2 separate regions of the Mus musculus genome follow, and region 2 is linked to region 1. A link is a contact called in public Hi-C data. All regions are on one chromosome and are shown on one strand. The core of a region is the stretch at or near the end of the contact, and the rest is flanking DNA. Distances in the headings are between cores, read along the strand shown.

Region 1 (5,090 bases), core at 1,003-3,502:
GACACGTTATTAACTGGCTGCATAAGCAAGGTTATGTGGAAACACGAATTACGATGGCCTCCAGTTGTTGTCGGTTGATGGTTGCTGGGAAAGAGAGAACCTGTTTCCTTCAGGGATCTGGCTCCCGAGGCAACGCTTGCTCTGGTAGATGACCTTATATTCCTGCACACACTGGTAGCACTAAGTGGACTTCATGAGTTTTTATAAAAAGGCAGAGAATATGTGTGTTGGTGAATCATGACAGTAAGATCAGGGAAGGAGTGGAAGGAGAGGAAATGGGGGGGGGGGAGACTTGATGAAAACACATTATGTGCATGTATAAAACCTCAATCTATAAGAACGAACAAACAAACAAACAAGATGGCTTCAGTTTGGTCCAGAGTCAGAGTAGAGCCCGAAGTGGTTTATGTTTATAATCCTAGCATTTAGAAGGCTGAGGCAGGAGGATTTCTGGGACTATGAGGATATTCTGAGATACATAGTACATTCCACTCCAGCCCTGCTGAGCTATTGAATAAAAGAAGAAAAAACAAAAGGAAGAAGAGAGGGAAGGGAAGGGAGGGGATAGGGAGAGACAGAGAAAGAGAGAGAGGGAGAGGAGGAAGGAGGGGAGACAGACAGACAGGAAAACAGACACAGAGAGAGAGGGAGAGGGAGAGGAGGAGGGAGGGGAGACAGACAGACAGGAAGACAGACAGAGAGAGAGGGGGAGAGAGAGATTCTATGAGTCTCAGGGATCATCCCTGGCAGGCTTCGAGAGACTGCAGCAGACTCCCAAGGAAGGGGGCTGTGTTGGAGGATGCTTAAAAGACTGCTTCTAGTCTTAGAGGTCTACTAACAACACTTGAAACTCAGCCTTTCTGGACTGTAATCATTTAGAACCATGGTTGCTCTACAAAGGAAAGGAACACTGATTCTGGTTTGAATGGCTATAGAATTGAGGTGAAACTAAGACGAAAATACAGAGCTCTTTGTAAACTTCCCAGAGAATCTAGATTCTAGGAAAAACTGAGTTTAGACTTGGGTAGTTTCTGGAAATGTAGGGAAACACCAGCCTACATTTTTATGTAAAGGAAGGAAACTATGCTCTCTTTATCCAAAATTCTCCCACTTGTAGCTGGATAGGGTGTTTGATTCTGGTGATGTGAAGTTTTCCCGGGAGGAGTGAAGAATATTCTGGAAAGAGTAGAAACTATAAATAATGTGACTAATGCTAACCAAGGGAAGGAAGTTAGTTCTCAGCTGACGGGCTCTCAATGAAGGGCTTGCTGGGCTGCGTATTTTTTACCCCAGCTCATGACAATGTATTATAAGGTATGGCAGAAAAAACAAAACAAAAACCCCTTCTGATATACAAAGGCAACCATACCTTCCTCTTCTCAGGATAGCATCCTTGGCAGTGTCTGAAAGCACTGGCCCAGGAACCATCGCGTGCCTTGCAGATCCTCTCTGACACACCTTTATGACTGGGACCCCTGGAGCCAGGGCCTGGCTGAGAGAAGGAGCTGATGCTGGACCTGGACAAGATCAAAAGTCTCCAGCACATCCCTAGTCACTCGTCACATGTTAATTGGAGCCACTCTGGATGCTGGCCAGGGGTGGAAGATTCCCTTTGCGCCTCCTTTTACAGGCTTTGTGACCAACCGACTTTGTTTCCTCACTGGGATTTATCTGAGGAGAATTCCCAGCTATCCCAACATGGAGCAATCACAGAGTCACAGACTGTCAGAGTTAATAGGCGCTTACAGGCCACAGAGTCATCACCTAGCATCTTGTTTAAACACCAGAGCCGAGCCGAGCCGCTCAGGTTGAGACATGTAGCAGAGCTCACGGGGCTCGGTCACAGGCCATCAGAGCTGTGGGTCACACCTCTCTTACAAAATTCTGTTTTCCACGAGATGCTCCAGGCTTTTCTTGAACATTTTCTAGTAATATCTTCATTTGGAACTGTAGCGTCTAGAGACAGTTAAACAACAAAGAGCGGAGACACCATGCAGATTCAGAGTCTGAATGTGTCACCTCTGTCTGGGAGAAGGGATGTTGATGCCCCCAAGTTTACTTCAGGGTTAGTCATTTGCTAGAACGACTCAGGACTTAGCCTATAGTAACAATTCAGCTAGGGGCAGAGATTTATTACAGTTAAAGGACCCTTTGTAACATCAAAGGGCAGGCAGAGGAGGGAAGGGAAGCAGAGGCTAAGGAAAGCCAGGAGCTAACTGTGCGCTTCAGGTCTCCAACGATAAATCATGACAAGCTGTGACAGGTGATTCCTTCCAGGGACACACAGGACTGGCAGTACTCAGAATACATTATCAGGCTTGTTACATAGATACTTTCTCCTTGGCATGCTTCAGATTTCTGGCATTTTAGAAGGAAAACAAGTACTTTGCATAAGCCACATTCACGTACGTGTCCGCCGGGCAAGTTTCCAGATAGCAACCAAGAGCTGTCCTTTCAGGGCAAGCCGTTTTAAGGGCAGCCATCTCAGGCTGCCTACACAACTGTAAGGACAGCCATCTCAGGCTGGCTGTGTAACTGTCAATAGTGATAGGATGGGAGGCGAGCTCTAGTCCATTCCCTGACCTCATCCAGAGAGTCCCCTTTCCTCTTAGCCAAACCAGGATTCATGGCATTGCTGGAAAAAGACTTTCAGACCAAGCTAGTATAAAGCAGAGTTGGGGGAGCTGACAGTTCCGCCCTTTCCCATCACACTTCCAAGATGACGGACCTCATTTCTTTTTCAAGATGCCCCTCCCATGTCACCACAGTTCTCCCAGCCTCTCTATCCTGCCTCAACACCATACAGCACAGAGAGGTAACTGGCTTCCACGATTTGTTAGAATTTAGGAATTGGCTGATAAGATGGTAGTGTATTCCTTATCATCATGATCTTTGTACTCACATTCCAGGTAAGCTATCTTTATCCTAAATGCCCAAGATCCCTCAGGCCTAGTGTGTCTCACCCTGAGCTCATCACCGTCCTCATGTTTGGGCTTGGTCTCCTACAGGCATTGTACTTCTTGACCCGCCACAGAAGTTATCCTTTTTGCTGTTGTTGTTTTGTTTTTAAATTAATTTATTTTTTTACACTCCATAGTCCATTCCCGGCCCCAACCCCCATCCACTCTCCGACTTGTCCCACATCCCACACCTCCTCCCCACTCCACCCCCATCTCCATGTGGATGCCCCCAACCTCCACCCCATCTGACCTCTAAACTCCCTAGGACCTCCAGTCTCTTGAGGGTTAGGTGCATCATCTCTGAATGAACACAGACCCGGCAGTCCTCTGCTGTATATGTGTTGGGGGCCTCATATCAGCTGGTGTATGCTGTCTGTTTGGTGATCCAGTGTTTGAGAGATCTCGGGGGTCCAGATTAATTGAGACTGCTGGTCCTCCTACAGGATCGACCTTCTCCTCAGCTTCTTTCAGCCTTCCATAATTCAACAACAAGGGTCAGCTGTTTCTACCCATTGGTTGGGTGCAAATAACTGCTTCTGACTCTTTCAGCTGCTTGTTGGGTCTTTCAGAGAGCAGTCATGCTAGGTTCCTTTTTTTGTGAGTGCTCCTGGTGTCAGGCCTTGGGACCTCTCCTTGATCTGGATCCCACTTTGGGCTAGTCACTGGACCTTCTTCTCCTCAGGATCCTCTCCATTTCCATCCCTGTAATTCTTTCAGACAGGAACAATTATGGGTCAGAGATGTGACTGTGGGAGGCAACACCAACCCTCACTTGATGCCTTGTCTTCCTGCTGGAGGTGGGCTCTATAAGTTCCCTCTCCCTACTGTCTGGCATTTCATCTAAGTTCCTCCCTTTGAGTCCTGAGAGTCCCTTATCTCCCAGGTCTCTGGTGCATTCTGGAGGGTCTCCTCAACCTCCTACCTCCCGAGGTTGCCTGTTTCCATTCTTTCTGCTGGCCCTCAGGGCTTTAGTCCTTTTCTCTCACCCAATACCAGGTCAGGTTCCCCTTTCTCCTTTCTCCCCCCTCCCCCACATCCACTTTCCTTCCTAGGTCCCTCCCTCCCTCCCCATCTGTGATTGCTTTCTTTTCTCTCCCAAGTAGGACTGAGGAGTTCTCACTTGGGCACTTCAGCTTGTTGACCTTTTTGAGTTCTATGGACTGCATCTTGGGTCTTCTGTACTTTGTGAGTGTATGTGTGTGTGTGTGTGTGTGTGTGTGTGTGTAGCTAACATCCACTTATTAGTGATTACATACCATGCATGTCCTTTTGGGTCTGAGGTACCTCACTCAGGAGGATACCACTCTCGAGAATATACCCAAAAGATGCGCTGGCTCTAACATCATATGACCTTTTTGTCTCCAGCTGGAAACTGGAGTTGCAAACAAGTTGCCAGGGATACCAGAAGCTATTTGAGGTGCAACCGTGTATTCCTCTGAAGTTCCATGTAAACATGTCATTTGAACATTTAAGAGGCTGAAAATATCCTCATTGTGTCAATTCAATTCTATCATGGCACAGAATGTGAAATTATCATGTATATTTCAGATGGGAGTAGACTTCAAAAGAAATTCATGAAGGTGTTTTTGAGCCCAGCTCCACCCTGTAAACACTCACATTTTTCTTTCTTGCCTGAGGATGCTGGAGGAAGGGTGTAGGACTCACGTCCGCAGGGCTTCCAGTCAGAAGGCTCTCTCTGACTCTCTGTCTGTCTGTCTCTGTCTCTCTGTCTTGCTGTGGGTCTCTATATTTGTTTCCATCTGCTGCGGGATGAAGCTTCCATTATGATGGCTGAATAAGGCACTGATCTATGAATATTGTAGAATGTCATTAGGAGTCGTTTCATTTTTACTTTTCTTTTTCTTTTCTTCTTAAACCAGTAGTGTTTGGGTTTACCCTAGATCTCTGGGCTATCTAGTCTCTGGTTCTTGTAGGGTATGGATTCCATCTCATGGAATGGGACTTAAGACAAATCAGACATTGGTTGGTTACTCCGACAAGCTTTGTACCACCGTTGCTCTCACATATTTTGCAGGCAGGACAGGTTATAGATATAAGGTGAAGTGGCTGGCTTGGTGTTTACATTTCTCCTTTTGGGAGCCAGCAGAGTACCTCCCTTTAACAAAGACA
Region 2 (5,214 bases), core at 275-2,774, 72 kb after region 1:
TACTTTATCTTTATATCTAGTTCTCCAGGAATCTAAATGGTATACTCAAGATCACAGTCACAGGTACAAAGGAACTTTGAGATGAGTTTGGCCTGATTGTTGTTAAACACATAGAGAAACTAAGGCTAGAAAGGCTGACATTTTCCTGAGTCCAAAGAAAGCTGAGAGTGGACTGCAATGTGCCATCTCCTGTTTATGTTAGTGGAGTGAGCTCAGGCTTATGTGGAGTGAGAGAGCTGGTGAGCTTGCTGGGTAAAGACTAGTTATGGTGATTGCTCCTCAATGGCTCTTGGCTCTGAAGAACACAGAGTGACAGGGCTTGGGTAGGTCCTGTGGTCTTCACCATTGTGCTCCTTGTTCCAGTAATTAGCCAACAAACTGGGTCATTTCTTTCATCTTAACATGTGGTTCCATTATAAACAGTTTGAAGAAGACATTCTGAACATCAGCCTCTCCATTTTGGATAGGAGTCTGAATTTCCGTCGTGACCCTGTGACTGATGTGGCTCGCAGAAATGACCCCAAATATGTTTGCCGGGTGCTGAGTGCCATGGTAAGTAGCAGAAAACAATAGCAAGTAATACTTACTGTGTTATCATGTGTCTGCATGTCAGACCCATGAACTCATGTCTCGTGTTTGGTAGCTATGACCTTGCCCATTTTGCCAATAGAGAACGTGGGACTCCTATAAATTAAAGGGCTTACCTGACATTTATAGTGACCAAGCAGCAAAAACAGAACCGGACCCCAAGCATGGCTGGTTTCAAAGCTCTTTCTGCCATATGGCAAGGCCTGTTTTAGATGGCATGGGAACATGCCCTTTAGGTGTTCTCCAGAGATAGAATGAGAGGGGAGGAGAAGTTCTGCTCCATCATGAGACCTCCTAGGAAGAGGAGGGTGTGCCCAATGAAACTGGAATGTGGGCCTCCTCAGCAGCATGGAACCCTCAAGTTTCCTGACAAGAGGAGAGCAGAGAGCCCCACTCATTTTTAGACAGCGGAGGAGGTTCACACCTAGTCACAGTGTGTCCTTGTGAGTCAAACAATGTCTTGAGCTATCTGGTCAGGGCTTCTTTCCATTCTCATGGACCTATACATGAGAACAGCACACACACACACACACACACACACACACACACACACACACACCACAGTCCTGGAGGAATCCATGGCTCTGCACTCAAGTGTGTACAGAGTGTCTCCATCCAAAAGGATCTACCTGTTTAAAAATTTAAAGTTCACTGTGTTGGCACTTGGAAGCCTGGGGAGGCCAAGGGATTATGGGTACCTGGTCAGTCTCGGCTTCACCGAGGAACCCTGTCTCCAAAGAAAGCTAAAAATCAAAGTGAGCTCTTCCATTCTAACTTCCCTGAACTAAGTAATCATATAGAAATGTCTTTAGCGTCATTTTATGCCGTTGGCCCGTGGTTTAGGCACACCTTGGACTATGCCCAGGCTGCCCAGTTACTTTGCTAGAAATCTAAACAGGCTTTGGGTAGCATGCTGATGCCTAAGATTAGCTAGGCAGGGCTTCTCAAAAGAACAGGATCTGGAACAGAGCCTTGAAGGAAAGAAGTGAGATGGGCCCAGAGACCTATACTTAAGACCTACAGATCCAGGAAGGCCTTGGATATCCAGGACTGGAGAATGGAGCCCTGGGCTGAACCTTTAAAAGCAAGTTGCTTAGATAAAGGGTAGCCGATGGTGGCAGAGGTCAAGTAAGACTGGAGATCAGGGCCACTTAAAAAGCCAAATCTCCTGCCAACAAGTAGAGTAGTTGAGTCTAGCCTCAAAGCCAGCTGGCTCTTCAGCTGCTGACTCACTCAGCCTGGGGCCAATCCACGCTATCTCAGGGCCGGTTTCCTCAGACATGCCTCCCTGATGCTCTCTCCAGACCCTCCTTTTGGGTTGGGCCAGGCCAGGAGCTAATTATGGCTTCTGCAGAGCTTTGAAGTACTCGGCTTTCAGCCAGCAATGACCTTACCCCAAGCACCCATGACCCCTGGAGCTTGTGAGCTGCACATCTTCCCTGGTCAAGGAAGCTTGCATGGTACCCCTGGATGTGACAGAGAGCTTACCTCTGGGCTGGCAGCTGGGCAAGACTGGTGGCTCGTCCTGGGCCAAGATGCTTCTATGTCTGCTGTCCTCCTTCATACGTCCTGGTACATGCATAGGCGATCCAACGAGAAGGGAATAGATATGACAGGTTGAGGAGCCAGTCTGTGAGGTCCCAGTCTAGCCTCGCACTGTACAGTTGGGATAAACAGCAGAGTTTAATGGTCTCTGAAAACTGGCTGGAAGGGTTCCTCTGATGAATCTACAGTGCACTTTGCCTGTATTGGAATGTGAAGGTGCAATGGTCAGGGAAACAAACTGACTCCCAAGATCCCCAAGAAGGCAGGTGACAGGGAGCACCTATGAGCTCTTTCTCCTCTCACACCTGGTGGTGTATGAAGATGAATGTGAGCATGTGCAAGCTGCACACAGGCCAAGCAAGTACCCTACTACTGAGATAGATACAGCCCCTGGTCTCTTTTACTACTTTTAGTATGAAGAAACCCAGGCCTATACAAAAATAGAGAGAAATATGCAAGTCCTTAGGCACCTGTCATTGGCTTCAGCAACTGTCTACTGAAGGCCGGTCTTATGTCCTCTCTGATTCCTTCTCCACAGGTGACTTGATGAACCTCAACATTGCACCCTTTGATATCACTCCATCTATAAGTACTTCATGTACACCTGTAAAAGAAGTGGAAAAATAGAACTCAGGCCTCCCGAGTCCTCATCCAGTGACTGTCAGTAGTGCTGTGTCCCATTTGTGCTCCTTATACTAGAATCATATTTAGGTTGAATTAATAAATGAACAAATGATTGAAGGAAGAAAGAAAGGAAGGAGGGAGGGAGGAAAGGAAGGAAAGGCCATATTCCAACTTTATTTTTTTTTTTTTTTGAGAAGTTATATGTTAAAGTTCCAAAGTAAATTTTAGAAGACAGGTACAAACACACACACACACACACACACACACACACACACACAAGCAGACAGCCATTGTCTTCTGCAAATAGGATCTCTGGGCCCTGTCTTGCTGCTGACAAACTGTGGAGTCTCCTGCTTCGTGTCATCCTGTAGTAAAAAACTGATGTCATCCAGAAGCAATCAGACTTGGCCCATTAAACAAAATACCTCTAAACTCATAAAAGCCCCCCTCCCTCTAAGTGATTTGTTACAATTTTCATTATAGACAGGTGTACTCAAGGCCCCACAGCTTCCTCATCTCCTACCTTGTGTTCTGACTTCTGTATGTCTCTCCTGTAGGCAAGGCATGGTATTAATTCATTTGGGATATGGGGATGTTTCTATACAGATTAATGGCAATGATGACAACGGTGTTATTTCTGGGAACTGGAGTGGTAATTACACCGGTGGTGTGGACCCAAGGACCTGGAATGGTAGTGTGGAGATCCTCAAGAACTGGAAAAAATCTGGCTTCAGGCCAGTCCAATTTGGCCAGTGCTGGGTCTTTGCTGGAACCCTCAACACAGGTGATATGGGCGTGGTGTGCCTTTTGTGGTTCAGTGGGCAGTAATGGAGTATGCTAATGTACCATCAACAGCATCCTCACAGTCACTTTGGTTTGTAGTGCTGCGGTGCTTGGGGGTTCCCTCTCGGGTGATCACCAACTTCAACTCGGCTCACGACACAGATCGAAACCTCAGTGTGGATGTGTACTACGATGCCATGGGAAATCCCCTGGAGAAAGGCAGTGATAGCGTGTGGTAAGTGATGAGTCAGTTCCCTGGGCATAGCGTACCACGTATGAGGAAGTCTCTCCTGTTACCCTGAACCTCTGTTCCACGATGGAATTGGAAGGAAAGTAACACGTGAGCCAGGGCATTAGTTCAGAGTAGAAATGTTGCTGAGCTAACCATGTAACTTGCAGGACCTACACTGTAGGTCTTGGGAGAGTCTGATGCCAGTGGAAATCTGGGTTAAGAACTCCAGGAGACCACTGGAGGTTTATAGCAGCCATTAGCCTTGGCCCCAGTTGAGAAGTTAAAATAGAAGCTACTGATTTTCCAACGAAGAATACAAATTTATCTTAATTCACGCAACCCATATTACTTAATTTTTTTCTCCTTTAGGAGGGGTTACTTTGTTTGTTGTCGTTTGTTTTTTGTTTGTTGGTTTGGGTTTTTTGGTTTTTTGGTTTTTTTTTTTTTTGAGATGTAGAATCACTTTGCAGCCGAGGATAACCTCCAACCTCAAACTCAAGATGTTCCTGCCACAGCTCCTGGGAGCTAGGATTGCAGGTGTGCACCACCGTGCACGGCTTATTTTCTTAAACAAGAAAAAGACTCGGTGCATTTTCTCATAGCTTATATACACTTAATATGTTTCTTAGTTGACAGGATGAAAACATGTTTCTTCTGGGTTGCAGGTGAAAATAAGAAAATGTATGTGTTTAAGCCTCATATATTTCTAATCATAAATACACCATAGTCACATGGAACCGTATGCACACATATATGTATAATTTATAACAGATGCCAGCTAGAAGTAGACTTTCTAAAGCTTTAAAATGAATAATTACTTATATCAATGTGTTTATAGTATACACATATTATTATAGCTGTTTAAGGTTATACCATATGATAGGTTATTAACAGCTATTATCAATGGAATATTCTGTATATATGCATAGATATCTGTGGCTCTCTTTATATAAAGTACCACACACACAGTCAGTAACCCATTGCTTGAGTCGGTTTTGAAGGACACACATATGCATAGTTGTTCACAAGTAGCCACATGACTAGATGAACTTTAGAGCAGTTACCATTTTTGTCCAACGTTGAGCTTGTTCATATAACAGGTTACTTATTATTTCCATAATGTGAAGGCCCAACTTTTCTGAACTGTGTTCAGTCTAACAGAAAGAAAGCGAAATAAAAAAGCAAGGAAAGTTTTTAATACAAACAAACCACCCCATGCCAACAGCTGAACTAGTAAAAGTGTCCCCTCCCCGCTACAGGACAGTGAACACAGATAATCCCCTATGATCACACGGCTTCAGGAGGTTTCCCAGAGAGCTTTATTGGGTGTCTTTCCCCTTTCTTGCACATACATAGCTTTCTCCCTAGTGACATCAATACTAATGTCAAGAGTTTTGCTTTCCAGCTTCCCACAAATTAATTTTTTTTTCTTCTTCACGGTT

The links. A called contact is a pair of places that touch in the nucleus more often than the background predicts.
Region 2: a contact with region 1 is called in a Hi-C map of the N1E-115 cell line, with 2.2 times the contacts expected there. The contact joins two enhancer-like sites. A contact is called at or near these places in 1 of 39 promoter capture datasets (macrophages), 4 of 484 Hi-C or Micro-C datasets (the HPC-7 cell line, the N1E-115 cell line, macrophages and 1 more) and 1 of 9 other capture datasets (pancreatic islet).

What each region holds. Positions count from the first base shown.
Region 1 is chr2:129,953,124-129,958,213 of GRCm38.p6, forward strand. No RefSeq gene overlaps it. Among named protein-coding and RNA genes, the nearest start is that of Gm52561, 57 kb to the right of the region's middle. Within about 2 kb of position 2,253, at least 12 of the 459 cell types and tissues checked have an H3K27ac peak or open chromatin away from gene starts, as enhancers often do. A contact at or near this core is called in the N1E-115 cell line, where this site is marked.
Region 2 is chr2:130,026,262-130,031,475 of GRCm38.p6, forward strand. It overlaps Tgm3 (transglutaminase 3, E polypeptide), which reads left to right. Exons shown (of 13, transcript NM_009374.3): 5 at 424-552; 6 at 3,364-3,541; 7 at 3,640-3,775. Among named protein-coding and RNA genes, the nearest start is that of Mir6339, 12 kb to the left of the region's middle. Within about 2 kb of position 1,525, at least 10 of the 459 cell types and tissues checked have an H3K27ac peak or open chromatin away from gene starts, as enhancers often do. A contact at or near this core is called in the N1E-115 cell line, where this site is marked.